2 separate regions of the Macaca mulatta genome follow, and region 2 is linked to region 1. A link is a contact called in public Hi-C data. All regions are on one chromosome and are shown on one strand. Each heading gives the region's core, a stretch centred on a gene start, on an enhancer-like site or on the middle of the called end of the contact. The rest is flanking DNA. Distances are from core to core; before and after follow the strand shown.

Region 1 (4,678 bases), core at 1,071-3,570:
AACTCCGTCTCAATAAAAAGAAAAGAGGAGGATAAAGGGAACTCAGGACTGTGTATAGTCCTCCCTGATGGGCAAGGCCTTCTGTACTCCATGTCTGTTGGACACAGTGGGCTTCTGATGAGAACATGGGACATTGGAAAGAAATGAAAGCGTGTCTGTGAGAGCCCTGTATAAACTGAAGTGTACACCTCACAGCACAAGCGAATTACGACTATCAAAGTGGGGACAGGCCTCCTTAGACCCCCGCTACGGCTGGGCTACCAGACCTGGAAGTAACATCTATTCTCTCCTCCAGGGAGACCCTCCTATCCTCCCCTGACAGCCCATGGCTGACCAGGGACCAGAATCTCAGCCTCTGACCCTGCCCCTTCTCTCCTGCCCTAGTCCTGGGTCCCCCACCGCTCACAGCACTGCCATCCTCGGCCACAAGACAGGACTGGGCTTGGCACACAGATCAATCCGGTAAAGAGCTCAGCCCTCCAGGCGGGAATGTTAGGGGCACGGTGGGTGCGGCTGGGAACTGGGAAGAATGTTCTGGATCCACAGGCGGGGGCCCTGGCTAACAGGCCAGGGCTTTGGCCAGATGGTGCAGAGGTGGGTGAGAGAATTATGAGCAGACAGAGCAAGGATGATGAAACTCAGAGCTCTGAAAACCTCAGCGGGGTGGGAGGAGGCAGTAAGAGATTTCTTCAAAGCACAGAAGTAAAATTTGGGATGTGGGTGGTGGCTCACTCCTGTAATCCCAGCACTTTGGGAAACAGGCGGGAGGATCGGTTGAGGTCAGCTGAAGACCATCCTGGGCAACGCAGCTAGACCCTGTCTCTAAATATATGTATATATATTTAAATTGCCAGGCATAGTGGCTCACGCCTGTAATCCCAGCACTCTGGGAGGCTGAAGCAGGTGGATCACTTGAGGTTGGAGTTTGAGACCAGCCTGGCCAACATGGTGAAATCCCATCTCTACTACAAATACAAAAATTAAAAAGAAATAAATAAAAATACAAAAATTAGCCGGGCGCCTGTAATCCCAGATACTTGGAAGGCTGAGGCAGGAGAATCGCTTGAGCCTGGCAGGCGGAGGTTGCAGAGAGCCCAGATTGCACCACTGCACTGCAGTTTGGGCGACATAGTGAGACTCTGTATCAAAATAAATAAATAAATAAATAAATAAATAAATAAATAAATAAATAAATAAAACTAGCTGGGCATCGTGGCTTGTGCCAGTCCTAGCACTTTGGAAAACCGAGGCAGGAGGATCGCTTGAGGCCGGGAGTTCTAGGCTGCAGTGAGCTATGACTGCATCACTGCACTCCAGCCTGGGCGACAGAGCAAGACCCTGTCTCGAAGTTCATTTTTTTTTTTCCCCAATGGGACGATGCTGAGATTGGGAATTGAGAGACCTTACGAGGGGGTCGATTGAGATGAAGGTTGAATCAAGGTTAGCAGTGCAGTTGAAATTAGGATATGAACTATCCCTGGACCTGAAGTTAGGGTAATACATAGAATTAGCTTTCGGTTAATTCAACCAAGTTTCCCCGAGATCCCAACGCGCGCCAGACAACGCGGTGACTTCTGGGGTTGCAGCTGAGTGGGGGTACGGGTGTGGTAGGGTTGGGGGGTCTTGGTAGGCGTCCCCGTGCCCTGCTGCAGGACAGAAGGCCTCCTCGATCCCTGCGAACGCTCTAGATGCTCTGTCTCCGCAGCTACAGGAGTTGGCCCCCAGCCTTCCCGGGAGACGGCACTGCTCACCACCGCCGCCTGGGCCGCGGGGAAGAAAAGTAAGTGGCGGTGCCCGGGGTCTGCGGGGGGTGGGGGAGGGTAGGGCTGGGGCTATGCCCGGGAGCCGGCAGCCCCAGCCCAGCCCCTCTAGCCGCGAGCCTATGCACCCCGCAGGCGGGCGGCTGCGGCTGGTGGGCGGCCCGGGCCCGTGCCGCGGCCGCGTGGAGGTGCTGCACGCCGGGGGTTGGGGCACCGTGTGCGACGATGACTGGGACTTTGCGGACGCGCGCGTGGCCTGCCGTGAGGCGGGCTGCGGGCCCGCGCTGGGCGCCACGGGCCTGGGCCACTTCGGCTACGGCCGCGGCCCCGTGCTGCTGGACAACGTGGGCTGCGCCGGCACCGAGGCCCGCCTGAGTGACTGCTTCCACCTGGGCTGGGGCCAGCACAACTGCGGCCACCACGAGGACGCGGGCGCGCTCTGCGCAGGTGAGGCCTCCCGCGGGGCCGCGCACTGCGGCGTGGGAGGGGCGGGGCGGGGCCGGGCGCGGCCTGGGCGGGGCCACGCGTGAGGCCTCTCTGCGGCACTGCCGCCCGGGGAGCATGCGCACTCCGCAGAGGGGAGCCGCCCCGCCGTCTGTGCGCCCTGCGGCTGCGCGGCGGGGCGGGGCCGGAACGGAGAGCCTGCTGCAGTGGAAAATGGGGCGGGGCCTGGGGAGGGCCGCGTGGTGCAGCGGTGAGGGGCGGTGTCCGAAGGTCAGGGCTAAGGCCGATCCCTGTTCGAGAAAGGCATCAAGTCCGTAAAGGGCAGGGCCGTTTGCTCCCGGCTAAACCTAGACCCAGCAAAACTCTATTAAGCAGAGTGGATCACCCTTACCAGAGCTAGCGTGTGACCTTTGGGCGGAATCAATGGAAAGGGGTGTTTGCAGTTTGGCAGAACATTGTGAAATTCATTGATTGTTGTGGGAATTGATGTCTTCGCCCTCATTTGGTGCCCCAGGGCTAGTAGGCCCTACTTCCCATAGTTTTGGCCACAAAAGGTTCTGCTTTGGGGCCAAGGTTTGGAGAGGCACAACCCCTATTTCTTCTTTTTTTTTTTTAATCTTTTGAGACAGAGTCTTGCTCTGTCACCCAGACTGGGGTGCAGTGGCATGATCATAGTTCACTGCAGCCTTAAACTCCTGGGCTCACGCAATCCTGCCCTGCTCAACCTCCAGAGTAGCTGGGACTACAAGGGGCATGCCGCCGTACCTGGGTAATTTTTGTATTTTTTATAGAGATGAGGTCTCGCTGTTTTGCCCAGGCTACTCTCGAACTCCTGGTCTCAAGCGATCCTCTCACCTTGACTTTTTTTTTTTTTCCCGAGACAGAGTCTCAGTCTGTCACCCAGGCTGAAGTGCAGTGGCTCACTGCAACCTCCACCTCCCAGGTTCAAGCGATTCTCCTGCCTCAGCCTCCCGAGTAGCTGGGACTACAGGCGCATGCCACCATGTCTGGCTAATTTTTGTAGTTTTAATAGAGACAGGGTTTCACCATGTTGGCCAGGCTGTTCTACGAACTCCTGACCTCAGGTGATCCACCTGCCTCGGCCTCCCAAAGTGCTAGGATTATAGGCGTGAGCCACCATGACCAGCCTTACCTTGACCTCTTAAAGTGCTGGGATTACAGGTGTGAGCCACTGCCCCCACCCAGTGACACAACCCCCGTTTCTGATCAAGGGGAGCAGTTCTTCAGGAACCTGTGAAGTCCTTTTTGTCCCTAGGACAGGCTTTCCTGGGGCGAGCAGGGAACCTGGCCCTAAGGAACATGCTCCCCATTGTGACAGCCACCTCTTTATCTCTGTCCTTCCTGAACCAGGCCCAGAGGAGCTGGGACTGCAAGTCCAGCAGGACGGTTCTGAGACCACGCGGGTGCCCACTCCTCGGCCCAGAGACGGTAGGTGCCTATAATCCCCTGAAAGTGGGTGGAGGCATGAGGGTCTGAAGGACATGGATTGGGGGAGGTCACAGCCTGGGTTATAAAGCTCAGCAGATTAACACCAGGACCTGGAAGTCTTGTCCTTTTGGTTGGTCTCAGGCCTCCCTTGTGGGAATATGGTATCCAGAAAGAAGGAGGTGAGCTTTAAACTAGAGAAATCTGGAGATTCCTAGAGGTGAGATCAGAATGAGGGGATAAGGATCCTGTCCTGAGCAGAGCAATGAAAAAATTCAGAATGTAGTTCTGGGAGCCCAGGGGGTTGGGGGAGACCATGGAGACCATGATGACCTCCAGGGGACACAATAGGATGTAATCACAATCTCCAAACAACCGGCCTGGGGCTAGGGTACTGGGATTACGAGCAGAGGACCAGGGAGAGAGCAGACATAAAGCACCCAGCACACGTCACGGATCACTCAAAAATGTTTGCACGCTTTCTCCCAGTCCTGAGACTCTGGATCTGGACTAATGCTCATCTTACTTATTTATTTGTTATATTATTTTTTTGAGATGAAGTCTTGCTCTTTCACCTAAGCAGGAGTGCAATGGCACAACCCCCACCTCCCAGGTTCAAGCGATTCTCGTGCCTCAGCCTCCCCACTAGGTGGGATTATAGGCATGTGGCACCACACCCAGCTAATTTTGTTTGTGTGTATTTTTAGTACAGATGGGGTTTCACCATGTTGGCCAGGCTGGTCTCTAACTCCTGACCTCAAGTGATCTTCCAGCCTTGGGCTCCCAAAGTGGTGTGATTACAGGCATGAGCTTTTGCATCTGGCCCCATCTTATTTATGTTTGAGACAGTCTTGCTCTGTCATCCAGGCTGGAATTCAGTGGCACAATCATGGCTACTGCAGCCTTGACCTCCTGGCCTCAAGCGATCCTCCTGCTTCAGCCTCCCAAGTACCTGGGACTACAAGGCACACACCACCACCACCACGCCCAGCTAATTTTTATTTTTTTTGCTTTGTTTTGTTTTGTTT
Region 2 (4,866 bases), core at 1,108-3,607, 75 kb after region 1:
CAGCCTCCAACTCATAGACGCAAACAGTCCTCCCAACTCAGTCTCCGGAGTAGCTGGGACCACAGGCCTGCACCACCACTTCCAGCTAATTTTTTTCTTTTTTTTTTTCAACATGGCCTTCCAATAAATCTATTTTTATTTTTTGTAAAGATGGGTATGCTGCCTAGGTTGTTCCTGAATTCCTGGCCTCAAGCGATCCTCTCACCCTGGCCTCCTGAAGTGTTAGAATTAATGGGCATGAGCCACTGTGCCTGGGCCTGATACTGGCTTCTTCGAGACCAGGCTACTTGCCAGTCTTAAGGCCCCACGTTCTGGGTTTGTCCAGTTGTTTGTGCCTATGTCATTTAGCTTGTTTCCTGTCCTTGTTGGGGTACTTTTTTTTGTCTTGTGTAAAAACTTTGCTTTCTCCTCCATTTAACCTTCTCACTGGTTCACTTTGTGCTCTTAAGCAGCTACCAGCAGCAGAGCCTGTCACCTAAGTGGACAAGGCCAAAGCCACTGCTCTGAAAGGCCAGAGGGACTGGCCACTACCCATGGGGACCATCTTGTTTTCTGACTGGAGTCTTCTGGGCTCAGGGATTTGCCTCCTCAATCCTCTCCTGCCTCCCCTGGATGGGAAAAGTACAGCATTAGGTGCTTTATTTTTTATTTTTATTTTTTTTTGAGATGGAGTCTCACTCTGTCTCCCAGGCTGGAGTGCAGTGGCCGGATCTCAGCTCACTGCAAGCTCCGCCTCCCGGGTTTACGCCATTCTCCTGCCTCAGCCTCCCGAGTAGCTGGGACTACAGGCGCCCGTCACCTCGCCTGGCTAGTTTTTTTTTTTTTTTGGTATTTTTTTTAGTAGAGACGGGGTTTCACCGTGTTCGCCAGGATGGTCTCGATCTTCTGACCCCGTGATCCACCCGTCTCAGCCTCCCAAAGTGCTGGGATTACAGGCTTGAACCACCGCGCCCGGCCAGCATTAGGTGCTTTAATAAGCACTGGCTTTGACTTACATCCTCACTTGGCCAGCTGGGTCCTGGTGGTCTGCAGCTGTTCTGCCCCTATGGTGGGGAGACAGCACAGCCCATCTTATTCACTAGAGTTAACTCAGGAACCAGAAGCATGCCTGAGACGCTTCCTTCATACTGGAACTGCAATAGGGGAATCACAGTCTTGGTGTTAAATTAGTTCTTCCCACTGTGATGGGTAAATTACCCTACCACTCATTGGCTCTTAGGAGCTGATAAGATACATGAAAGTCTTTTTTTTTTTTTTTTTTTCTGAGACAGAGTCTCACACTGCCTCCCGGAGATGGAGTGCAATGGCGCCATACTGGCTCACCGCAACTTCCGCCTCCCAGGTTCACGCGATGCTCCTGCCTCAGCCTCCCAAGTAGATTACAGGCACACACCACCACGCCTGGCTAATTTTTTTTGTATTTTTAGTAGAGACAGGATTTCTCTATTTTGGCCAAGCTGGTCTTGAACTCCCGACCTCGTGATTTGCCCGCCTCGGCCTCCTGAAGAGCTGGGATTACCAGGCATAAGCCACCGCACCTGGCCACACGAAAGCCTCTTTTTACTCTCTTAACCTGAAGCCAGATTTTACAGATGAGGTTTCATTGGTTGTCAGTTTTTTTGTTGTTTTGAGATAGGATCTCGCTCTGTTGACCAGGCTGGAGTGCAGTGGTGCAGTCATAGCTCACTACAGCCTCCACCTCCTAGACTCAAAGGAATCCTGCCTCAGCGTCCCAATTGGCTGGGCTGTCTGGCCTGGCTAATTTAAATTTTTTTTTTTTTTTTTGTAGAGACTGGGTCTTACTATACTATGTTGCCCAGGCTGGTCTTGAATGCCTGGGCTTAAGCGATCCTCCTGCCTCGGTCTCCCAAAGTGTTGGTTACAGGTGTGAGCCACCACGCCCAGCTGGGTTGTCTGTTCTTTAAAGCCAGATAGGAAACTCATTTTTTATTCCATTAGGTTTATCAAAGCAGACTGCCTTCCAAGAGACGGTATTTTTTGGTGTTATAGTTGACAAGGGGTTTTGCCTGCTAAGTTTGCCGAGTAAATCCTCGGACAAGGAATGTGGGTAGTGGGCAGACCAAGAGTGAAAAATATTCTCTTGCCCTAAATCAGGAGACTACATTAGAAGCAGACAAGATAGACTCAGGAAATAAAGGCTAAAAGGTATAAAGGACAGGGCAGCTTGTAGCTGACTGCAAGCATTTTGGGGTGAGTCTTTTTTTCATGTAATCTCCCTAAATACCGTCCAAATCTCCAAAGTCAAACAAATGCCACCTCCCGCTGCTGGGGCGGGGGCAAAATGAGTAATCATCATTGCTCCCCGTGGTACGTTAGCGCTTCGATTTCTTTCGCCTAGTGGTGACAGCCAAAATGAAACTGAGTAAGTACAAAACACAGCAAAACAGCATTGGCCCCATCCCTCAGGGCCTCAATCACGCACCAGCCACAGCTGGTCTGGCCGCCCCTGCCCCATTCCTTGAGCTACAAAATGCTGCAGTGCTGCTGGTTTGCAAGGCCCCGGAGCTAGGCGATGGGGATTCAGCATCCCTCCTGGCACAGGTCTGGGCCCCCTCCCTACCCCCACCTGGGGGCTCCTGCAGTAGGTCCCTTGCCGACCTCTCCCGGCTCTGAAGCTGGCTTTCCCGGGGATCGCCTCTTCCAGACCCCGGACTGCAACAGCGCCCTCGAGCCCAGCCACCCACGGCTCCAACCCACCTGGGAGCTCCATCCTCGGCCCTATCTCTGAGCACCTCCCCTCCCCAAACGCCCAGAACCCCTGCCAAGGAAGCCTTTTGCTGCCTGCCGTCTCCCCAAGGGGCCTGCTTTGCACTGGCGAGCCGTTCGGCCCTGGCCCCGGCACGCACTGGCTCGCCTCTGTCCCCCGGGTTGCTCGACGTAAGATCGCGTGCTGGGACCACGCAGAGTCCAGGGAACCCGGACTACACAGAAGCCCGGATGTGGGCCGGGCGGGGCAACGGCTTTGTTTGTAGCCCCGCCCCGGGGGCGGCCGCCTTCCCCTCGGGCATGGTAAGAGCCAATCACAGGCCAGCGTGTCCCCGCTCCGCCAATGGTCGGCCTGTTGCTAGGGCCTGGGTCTCTGCCCCAGAATCGGCCCCCTCAGCGGCCCCAGGGTTTCATTTGTTGCAGACCCGGCCTTCTATCCACTGGGGAGCTTTATCTCCCAATTTCACCCGCTCCTCTCTCCTCCGTCTTCCGCCTGCACCTTTGTTACGTGCTTGGGAGGACGGAGCCTTGGGCTCGTGGTGGGCCCTTGGTCCCACGCCTGCCCTTCTTTTCCCCATGTGAACAGTGACGTGATCGCTCGTGTCCCGGCCCGTACTGGTTTGCTACCCTTTCTTACCTACACATCTCTCCTTCTGGAAACAGCCCTGGGAGGTCTGCGTTATTCCCAGATTGCAGAAGAGGAAACTCCTGACCCCCGATGCACACAACAGCCGGGCGGTTTCTGGTGGTGACCTGGGTCTGACGGGTTCCATCACTTTACACGCGGGAGCCATGGTGCAACAGTGAGGGAGGGAGCAGATCTGGTGTCCTGGGGACACTGAGGCCAAGCCCTGCCTCTCTTTGGTATCCCAGGCCCTCCACAGCTAGGTCCCACCCTGCCTGTCCAACCTCGGCTGCCCGCGTGCCCCAGGTGTTACAGCCCCATCAGCCTCCTGTGTGCCTTCCAAGGTCCTCTGCTCAAATGCCCTTCCCTCCCACCGTGTCCTGATGGTGATAACTTTGAATCGAACAGCGGCGGCCAGCCAGGGCCAGGGCTCTCCGCCATCATCAGTCCTGAAAGATGTCAGAAATTGAATAAAAACTCCCAGTTTTTTGAATTGAATAAAAACACCTTCCCGTCTCCTGCCTATAGAGTTGTATAATCTCAGGCGTAGAGGGAGACGTGTTGCGCAAGTCACTATCAAGGCTGGATTTAGGAATTAAAAATCAGGCCAGGCGCGGTGGCTCACGCCTGTAATCCCAGCACTTTGGGAGGCCGAGGCGGGCGGATCACAAGGTCAGGAGATCGAGACCATCCTGGCTAACACTGTGAAACCCCGTCTCTACTAAAAATGCAAAAAATTAGCCGGGCGAGGCGGCGGGCGCCTGTAGTCCCAGCTACTCGGGAGGCTGAGGCAGGAGAATGGCGTGAACCCGGGAGGCGGAGCTTGCAGTGAGCCGAGATCGCGCCACTGCACTCCAGCCTGGGCGGCTAAGCGAGACTCTGTCTCAAAAAAAAAAAAAAAAAAAAAAAAAGGAATTAAAAATCAGCTTCAGTGTGGCTGCTGACTGTTTAGAAAGGTGGGATTTCTGTCACTCAGCAATGTCTATTTTATTTTTCTTTATTTTATTTTTTTTTTTGAGACGGAGTCTCACTCTGTCACCCAGGCTGGAGTTGGAGTGCAGTGGCCAGATCTCAGCTCACTGCAAGCTCCGCCTCCCGGGTTCACGCCATTCTCCTGCCTCAGCCTCCCGAGTAGCTGGGACTACAGGTGCCTGCCACCTCGCCCGGCTAAGTTTTTTTTGTATTTTTAGTAGAGACGGGGTTTCACCGTGTTAGCCAGGATGGTCTCGATCTCCTGACCTCGTGATCCACCCGTCTCGGCCTCCCAAAGTGCTGGGATTACAGGCTTGAGCCACCGCGCCCGGCCCTTTTTCTTTCTTTTTTAGAGACCGGGTGTCACTCTGTTGCCCAGGCTGTACCGGAGTGCAGCGGTGCAATCATAGCTCACTGGAGCCTCCAACTCCTGGGCTCTGAGTAGCTGAGACTATAGGTGTGCACCACCACACCCAACTGACTTTCTTTTTTTTTTTTTTTTTTTTTTGTAGAAACAGAGTCTCACTCTGTTGCCCAGACTG

What was found. A called contact is a pair of places that touch in the nucleus more often than the background predicts.
Region 2: a contact with region 1 is called in a Hi-C map of blood, with 5 times the contacts expected there. The contact joins two enhancer-like sites. A contact is called at or near these places in 2 of 14 Hi-C or Micro-C datasets (blood and liver).

Annotation. Positions count from the first base shown.
Region 1 is chr3:49,958,976-49,963,653 of T2T-MMU8v2.0, forward strand. SSC4D (scavenger receptor cysteine rich family member with 4 domains) reads left to right here. Exons shown (of 11, transcript XM_028845640.2): 7 at 385-462; 8 at 1,706-1,780; 9 at 1,896-2,207; 10 at 3,576-3,653. Among named protein-coding and RNA genes, the nearest start is that of SSC4D, 18 kb to the left of the region's middle. Within about 2 kb of position 2,321, at least 34 of the 40 cell types and tissues checked have an H3K27ac peak or open chromatin away from gene starts, as enhancers often do. A contact at or near this core is called in blood, where this site is marked.
Region 2 is chr3:50,033,809-50,038,674 of T2T-MMU8v2.0, forward strand. No RefSeq gene overlaps it. Among named protein-coding and RNA genes, the nearest start is that of HSPB1, 15 kb to the right of the region's middle. Within about 2 kb of position 2,358, at least 36 of the 40 cell types and tissues checked have an H3K27ac peak or open chromatin away from gene starts, as enhancers often do. A contact at or near this core is called in blood, where this site is marked.